2 separate regions of the Sus scrofa genome follow, and region 2 is linked to region 1. A link is a contact called in public promoter capture Hi-C data. All regions are on one chromosome and are shown on one strand. Each heading gives the region's core, a stretch centred on a gene start, on an enhancer-like site or on the middle of the called end of the contact. The rest is flanking DNA. Distances are from core to core; before and after follow the strand shown. Region 1 holds the start of CD180 (CD180 molecule). Region 2 holds the start of PIK3R1 (phosphatidylinositol 3-kinase regulatory subunit alpha).

Region 1 (4,125 bases), core at 932-3,431:
GGAGGGTTGCAGGGAGGAAGGTTTCAGTCTCACCTGACTTATCTAAAAAAGGGAATCTTTCACTGTAACATAGGCCAGGCCTAGAGGTCCTGGGATGCTCAGCACCACTTCTACCCCTAGAAAGCATGGAAAGCCTCTGAACAGCAGCAAAAGGACTTGGGTACTCTTCCTGCCTCTTTCTCCTTACCTCTGCTAAAGTAGGAACCATTTGCAAAAAAGAACTAGTGACTCTGGGACCTGAAGTCATTATTAGGAAGCTACACTGGTGCAATGTTTCCAGGGCTTTCCAAAATCTCCAGCACCAGGTTTCAGATGGGCTGCATGAAATTTGCTGCAAAATTTGTGATAATTTAAAAGGTGAACTGGTAGACTTATGAGTTTAAAATGGATTGCTTCCCAATGTGCTGGAATTTAATGGTAATATTTTCCCATCTGAGGATGTTGTCAGGAGGTGGATGACATAAGCCTACCTGGTTACTGAAGAGCTGGAATTTCCACTCTTACCCTCTTAGATATCACCTACAACCCTCTGAAATTGATTTTTCAACCTGAGTGTAGAGGATGCAGCCTTCTGGGGCTGATAAAAATCTTTTACTTGCCCCCTTCTGTTGTAGGCTGTATTGTGTCCCCCATACTCCTGAATTCATATGCTGAAGTCTTAACTGCAGTACCTCAAAATGAGACTTTATTTAGAGATAGAGTCTTCAAAGAGGTAATTAAGTTAAAATGAGGTCATTTAGAGTGGGCCCCAATCCGTTATGGATGGTGTTTTTACAATAACAATAAATTTGGACACAGATGCATACAAAGGAGAGAAGATGGAAAGTTACAGGGGGAAGAAAACACCATAAACGAGCCGGGAGAGAGGCCTCAGAAGCAGCCAACCCTAACAACCTTGCCAATCTTGCAAACACCTTGATCTCCAGGATTGTATAAATAAGTTTCCGTTGTTGAAGCCACCTAGTCTTTGGTACTTTGTTGTTAGAGCAGCCCGATCAATTGCCCCTGGGCATTGTGCCTCCTCTTGGTCTGAGCACGCATCTTAATTCCATCCTAATGCCAGACTACCAAGGTTCTGTTGCTTTCCACATCTAGGCCTTCTTCTAGTCCTGGCTTTGGTTCTTGCTCTTATCTGGCAGGTCCTTGCCCCCCTCTCCCTTATTCTCCTGACTCTGGCTCCAAAGCACTGCTTTTCTCCATCATGCTACCCCAGCCTTTTTTTCACCATTCAGCCTCAATCTGGGAAAGCAGCCCACCTAGCCACCAGGACAGATGGTCCTTCTGGTCCCAAGTCTTTTTCTGATAGGCCCCATGGTGCTGGACCCCTGCTGGGATGAGAGGTGATGGAAGGTGGCAAGAGAATGAGTCCTTTTCCTTTCTCTCTTTCTCCACCCTCCCCAAGAACATCCCACAGGTTGATAAATATTGTTATGGTCCAAAACAGAAGGTGCAGTTTGGCTCTACTCTCAGATGTTACTCCTGTGGGTTAGTGAAACAGATGGAGGACTGTCCAACTTGAGGAGAAAGCCAGACTCATTCCGAGTGATCTTTATATGCTCTAAGCCTGGCACAGGTAGTCTTTACTGATCTCGATCCAGAATGCCAGGAAGCTGAAGGACTCTTTGGTAACGTGGCCATGTGCTGGCCCATTGGACAGGCTAGGGAGCAGGTTTGGCGGTCTGCTCTTTGCACTGGAACCCTGTTGCTATCCTTTGTCCTGTCCGGGATTATCTGGGGTGGGAGAGGTGGTTTGAGGAGGAGAACAGATCTCATTTCTGCCTACTAGGAATCTATGAGATCATCTTCCTGGCTGAGTTCCGTGGCTCCCTTTTCACAGTAAGGAAAAACTTCTACACCCCTCGTTGCCCTCTTAAAGACAGTGATATTGGAATGCCGAGGCTCAGACAGCACTGCATGCTGAATCTTAACATTTCCAGGTGGTTTAATCTGAACAAAGACAAACAGTTTGGACTCACCTCAGTGCACATCAGATCTGAGGAGGTGATGACTTTACAGCTGGCACAAAACAGCACCGCCAACAGGAAGCAGCTGACTCGGGAAGCCATCACAGGACTCGAGCAACTAAGTTCAGTACGGTTAGCTAATGCTGGAGCTAAAAAAATCAAATCGAGCTAGGATGGCCTTGGTAATTTGGCAGCCAGACAGAAGCTCAGGGAGCAAGAAATGCTGTTGACTGCTCTGCGCTTGGTGGCTCTGTGTTTCAAAAAAGAGGAAGTCCCTTTTGCAGAGTACTCATTCTTGCCCGAAATAGCTGAGGACCCAGCTCCAGAATGGCTCAGTGCATTTCCTGGCAAACATGCGTCAGTTGTGCAGGACTCTTGGGCTGGTTACATGGACTGTTGGGTTGGTGGTTCCTACTGACTCTAGGTGAACTGCAAGGGTTTGGCCAGCTCCAACAGCTTCTGGTCCCTTTACATCAGAGAAGCCATGGGAGCAGGTGGCTGTCCTCACAAAGAAGGCCGCTTTGTTAGACCTAATGAGGGAACAGGAGAGGTGCTGGGGCACACTGGAAAGGCAGAGCACTCTGTGGGGGCAGATAGAAAGACTGTGCCCTGCAGTGGCACCTGCTGGAGCTGGAAATTCGAGCTGAAGGGACAAGGGCCATCCCCAAAAGGAGCGAAGCTGCTCCTCGCACCCCTGTGGCTGCTTTGACCACATTCATAGTAGCCACCCCTGGTCTTGATACAGGAGGACAAATCTGCCCGCTGACCCTGTGATTTAGGCCTTTTCTGGTTACTTTAGAGTAGCTGGGCTGAAATTCCCCTCTTATCCCCTCCCAAGGTGACCCAGGGGAGTAGAGGACACTGCCACATACAGAGAAGCCTGGCTAAGAGAAAGCAGAGTTAAGAATGTCAGCCTTGGCTTTACGTCTTAGAAACAGCTTTGAAACAGGATTGTAACTTCCCTCATTATGATGCAAGAAATGGTGGTGGTTAAAGAAAACTAAAGTTCACTCTTCCTCACTGGGCTGAATTTAGCTAACTCAGACATTGTCTGTTCTCTAGCCCTTTGACATATAGGAGATACTTGGCATTCCTGTCCTCCTGGTCCATTGCCAAGGGCTACTTACTTCTTAGCATAAGAGTTCACAAGGCCTTGAGGTATTACTACTGCAAGCACTACAATATTGCTCCCACTGATAGAATAAAGTATCTACTGTTTAGTGAGCACTTACTAAGTGTCAGACTCTGGGCAGGTTTGGTTTTATGTTTTATGTATATCTCCTTATCACCTATTCTATCAATGAGGTGTTGCTATTTCCCTCATTTTATAAAAAGTGGTGAATTAGGGCTTCAGACTCAAGACAGTCTCATTGCAGAAACTGGTGCTACTACTCTCCATAGTTTAAGAAGAAAATTTGCCTCCTGGAAAAGCTGAAGCGTGGACAGGGTGAAGAAAGGTCTTTGCCAGGAGATATTTAGAGCAGATGTGAAAAAGCAAAGGGGCTTGGAGAAACTATGTATTTGGCATTGTGCTAGAGCTCTTACAAATAATTAGACTTTATTGGTCACCCTTAAAATGCTGTTCTCATCCACAAAAGCACCTATGAAGATGCTTTTGGCACAATGCAGTCCAAGCAAACCCAGACTGAGGATGGCCACCTTGCTTTAAAGAAGACCTGCATCACGGTGTGTGCGAAGAGTTCTTGCACCAAAAGATCTGCTTCTAAGCCTCAGATCCGTGGTTACTAACGATGGAGCAAACCTGGGCAAGTCATTTCCCGTCTCTGAGTCTATTTCCCAGTGGAATAATAGAACAGGACTTTGAATTCCTGTTCCACTAACCTCACAGGGTAATTATGAGCATCAAAATGCTTTCTTAACCTTAAAGTTCTACATAAATGTGAAGAATGTGAGGTAAAGACTCCTTTGAGTAACCAATTCCCACATCATGTAAATATCGCTCTCAGGAAATTGTCTCGGCCCCAGAGACATTCAAAAGGCATATTACTTTCCTTCTTAAAGAAAAGTTTGATGGCTCAGTTAAGGCCATAAGATTTTGTCATTATCTGAGGCCATGGTATTTGCATATGATTTGCATGTGTTTGCATAATGGATTCAAGAGACTCCCTGCAAGTGTATAAGAGTAAAAGAAAATAAATGA
Region 2 (4,125 bases), core at 909-3,408, 850 kb after region 1:
ATTTTGAATACTGTTGTTTTGGTGCCTTTTGCTTTTATCATTTCATAGAAATTAATAGAAAATGAAAATAAATAAAATTTGAATATTAATGATATGGTAAGGAGGTTATCAGTTTGAGAGATGAAACAAGACTAAAATTATTCAGTTTATGGAGAGTCAGATTGTCCTTCATGGAACACTCTTTGGACTTATGCTATGTGTTCAAGTATGATGGAAAAAAATTAAAGACAGGAGTTCCTGTCGTAGCTCAGTGGTTAATGAATCCGACTAGGAAGCATGAGGTTACGGGTTCAATCCCTGGCCTCCCTCAGTGGGTCAAGGAGCCATGAGCTGTGGTGTAGGTCACAGATGTGGCTCGGATCCTGAGTTGCTGTGGCTCTGGCGTAGGCTGTCGGCTACAACTGCAATTAGACACCTAGCCTGGGAACCTCCATATGCCGAGAGAGTGGCCCAAGAAATGGCAAAAAAAAAAAAAAAAAAAAAAAAGACAAAACATATACTGTCAACAAGCTGCTGAGGTCTATCTAAAAAAGGAAGCTTGATTAAGGATTTCATGCTATTTTTAGGCTGAGGGGAATAGAACCCTGTAGTAGCAGTACATAAGTGTCTTTCCAGGAACTCATGGTGAACAAAAGGAGACAGCTGGTAAGGTTTCTTCAGACCCAAGCCTAAAGGAAACAGAGCAAATATAACAGCAGTTGTGTTTCAGCTTATTGGAATGGATCAAAGTAATTCTATCACAGGGTGAGACACATTTCATTTACAGACGAGCAATATATGGTACCGTTTCAGACGTAGGTGCGAATGATAAAGTTTGGTAAACTCTATATTTCTTTTGAGATAAAATGGATTTTTAAACAAATAGGTAGGTGTCTGTTTTTGTATCTTCACTTCAAGAAACATGTGGAAATAACAAAAGTGCCAGAGCCTGAATAACCGAAAGTAGAACTAACTTGTCCGTTAGAATGTGAGTCACATTTAAGAATGATTATATTTCCTAAGGACAGACAATAAATTTCAGGATATTCTTTCCTCTACTTCCAACGCCAGAGGAATAAACCACCAAATTCAAAGTTTGACAAAAGTCTAAATACTTGGTTTAAAAAAAAAAAATCTTGCAAGGAAATTGGGAAAAGGACTTTAAGGCAAGTAGGCTGGGCGGCTGCAGGCCTCAAAACCGCAGAAAGAGGAATCTGGGAAAAGCTTTTTAAAAAGCGGACTCTTAACAGGTTTTAATGGGCGAAAGAGGAACACAGGGTGCTGGCATCTCCTCCTACCGTCAGAGGAAGGTTTGAATCAACATCAGATTTTTCTTGTGCAACTTAAGTAATGAGTATTAGCTGAAGAATCCGCATTTGAAAATTAACAAATTTAAGGGGCCATACAATTCACGTGAGCTTCCTCCTACGACTCCACGAGTAACAGGGGGTCCTCGATCTGTCTGAGCGACCTACTTTTGCTCCGACATCTGAGGACTGGGAGGGATCAGCCAGCGTGCGCCCTCCCCATAAAACTCTGCCCTTCTGGCGGGCCCGCCTGACTGCGGGTGGCGGCGGTGCCAGGCTCCTGGAGTTCGGGGCAGGCTGCGGGCGCTCGTCCCTCCGGTTCACCCTTTCACCCCTCCTTCACCCCCGGGAGCCATGCGGGGTGGCGTGGTTTTTCCGCCCACTCCTGAGGCCGCTCTGGCGAGGCCGGGAATTGCAGGTCCTCCCCGCTTTGGTTGAGCCTGGAATCCGAGTCCTGCCCTAACCAGCAGTTCTGCTGGGGCGCAGGGGGCTCAAAAGGGGTTTGTTTCAAGACTCTAGGATTAGAGACGCAGCCTCTAAGTCTGAACTTGCCCTCGACCTCCCCCAGCTCCGCCGCCTCCGGTCCCGGAGACGCCCAGCAGCCGGTTCTGCCGCGGGCGGGCAGTAGCCTGGCCCGCCCGGCGGGCGCACACCCAGAGCGCTCGGCCCTGCCGCCCGGGGCATCCCCGCGGCTGGGGGCGGAAGGCAAGCACCGGCTGCAGGAAGGGTCTGCCGGACCGGAGCCCCGCCCGCTGGCCGCTGGGCTCAGAGGCCGGCACTATGAATGGCAGCGGCCGCGGGCGCGGCGCCAGCAGAGAGGGGCAGAGACGCGGGCGCTGGTTGGCGCGGGCTCGGGGGGGCGGACCCCGTGGGGCGGACCCGGAGGCGGAGCTTGAGTCGGGTGCTGGAACTGCGGGCGCACGGAGAGGAGTCGCGAGCAGCTGGAGCGGAGTTGGAGGAAGCAGCGGCCGCGGCTGGGGCAGCAGGGAGCGGGTCGGAGACAGCGAGCTCGAGTCGAGAACGGCTGGCGGGTCGGAATCGGTTAGGGACGCGTTGGAGACGTGCGCGCCAGAACCGACGCTGCAGCCCGGGCCGGGCAGAGGAAGGAAGCCGGCTGGCGGGGGAGGTAGGCGGCGGCAGCGGGTCCGGGTGTGTGCTCGGGAGGGGGAGGCGGTGCGTGCGCGCGCGGCCACCGCCGCTCTCTTCCTGTCACCAGCAGCCGCTTCTCCTTCTGCAGAGCCGAGCAGGGGAAAGCGGGCCGGCAGCCGTCCTCCCTGCCGCCAGCATCTCCCGCTGGCCGGGTAGCCGGGGGCCCCTCTCGCGGCCAGCGTCTTGGGTGCTCCCGGCCACCTCGTTGGTTGTGCATGCCGCCGGGCGCATTCGTCCCCGGAGATGCAGGCGAACTCGGGCTTCCGCCACCGTGCCTCCGTCACCGCACACTTCTGAGGGTCCCCACTGTCGCCTTGCAGCTTTTCGGGGCCCTTCAGCAGCGGAGAGCGCCCCGACCACTGCCTTTCGTTAGCGGGAAGGAGCGATGCCTGCCCCCGCGCCCTTTGGCTGCACCCAGGTCGCTTTTCCTCGGGCGGGCGGGGCGACGAGGGTCCCCGGAGCTCGCCCCCAGCCCCCGCCCTCCGAAGTTTGCTTCCCTCCTCTTCCGGGGTGGGGGAAGTGCGCCTCGGGGAGGCTGGCCGCCGGGGCCCTAACTCGGAGTGTGGTGCGGGCCGGGCCTGAGCAGGTTGTTGGAGGCAGATTTAGTGGGGTCTTGGAACAGCCCGGAAATCCAGCTTTTTGTAGCGCGGAGCGAGACTGTTGGGACCTGCCCAGCAATATGGAGCCGGCTAGAGAGAGGGAGCATGCAAGCCCGAGCTGAAAGATCGTGGGGAATTGTCTGGAAACCACAGCTCTCACACTCACTTCCCAAGACCAGAAACTGCCCAACACATCACAAGACAAAGAGAACAGGAAAGCTCAGGCCAAGCGCTCCAGTGCAGAAATATACTTTGGTGACCGGAATTCGAGCTTGAAATGTAAGGGTGTGAGCGGAATGGCTGTTACGTGTTGAACGCACAATGTGTGTGAACTGGATTTGGGGAAATTATTTGGCTTTTCTGGGAGCAGTTAATATCAGAAAGGTCTCACTTTTACCGTTAATCCTTGGTGGAGCTGCAGCGCTCTTGGTGTCTTGAGTATGAGTATACTCTTTATTTGGGGGAGTTTATGACTTTAGAAGCAGGGGCGGGGTGAGGGTGGGTTTTTTTTTTTTTTTTTTTTTTTCGGTTCTTTTCCTCTTTGCTAGTCATTGCGAGGTGCGAATGGATAAAGCAGTTCCGGGTTTTGAATGCAGCATAAGATTGTCATTTCAGTTTGGTGAGGCTGGAGTTTTAGTTGTTAGGCGGGACATTCATAAAGTTAGAGACCCAGGCGGGATGTGGAATGGTTTTTGAATATTTCATTAGCTTGTGCTGCCTTTCAGCAACTTTAAAGCTGGTTAGGTATTAGCCTGAAAAGGTCAGAGTAGGTAGACAGGTTTAGTTCTGGAGCAGGCTCATTGTACAGATCATTGAGAATTTGGCGACTTCAGCAAAGAAGGCCACAAACATCTTTTATCATTGAAAAAGGCAAAAAAGCACCCTTCTGACCACAATTTTTTGATAGATGATACTGTTTTTGAAATACACAGTTTTTAAAAGGCAGCGAATTGTAGTTTTCTTAGGGAACAAAACTTAAGTCATTTGGAAGCAAGTGCTTTGGTCATTACTAAGAAAATACCCTGTGTGTGTTGGGGGGAGGGTCCTCAAAAGTTTGGTTTAGAATCAAGGTTTAAACTGGAAAGGCCAGT

The links. Promoter capture Hi-C pulls out the DNA fragments that hold promoters and counts their contacts.
Region 2: a promoter capture Hi-C map of liver shows a contact between it and region 1, with 4 times the contacts expected there. The contact joins the promoter of PIK3R1 here to the promoter of CD180 in region 1. A contact is called at or near these places in 2 of 5 promoter capture datasets (fetal liver and liver) and 1 of 2 datasets of contacts at active chromatin or transcription factors (alveolar macrophages).

Annotation. Positions count from the first base shown.
Region 1 is chr16:45,585,851-45,589,975 of Sscrofa11.1, forward strand. It overlaps CD180 (CD180 molecule), which reads right to left and starts at 2,182. Exons shown (of 3, transcript NM_214357.1): 1 at 1,977-2,182. The coding sequence starts at 2,066.
Region 2 is chr16:46,432,599-46,436,723 of Sscrofa11.1, forward strand. PIK3R1 (phosphatidylinositol 3-kinase regulatory subunit alpha) reads left to right here and starts at 2,159. Exons shown (of 16, transcript XM_021076847.1): 1 at 2,159-2,412.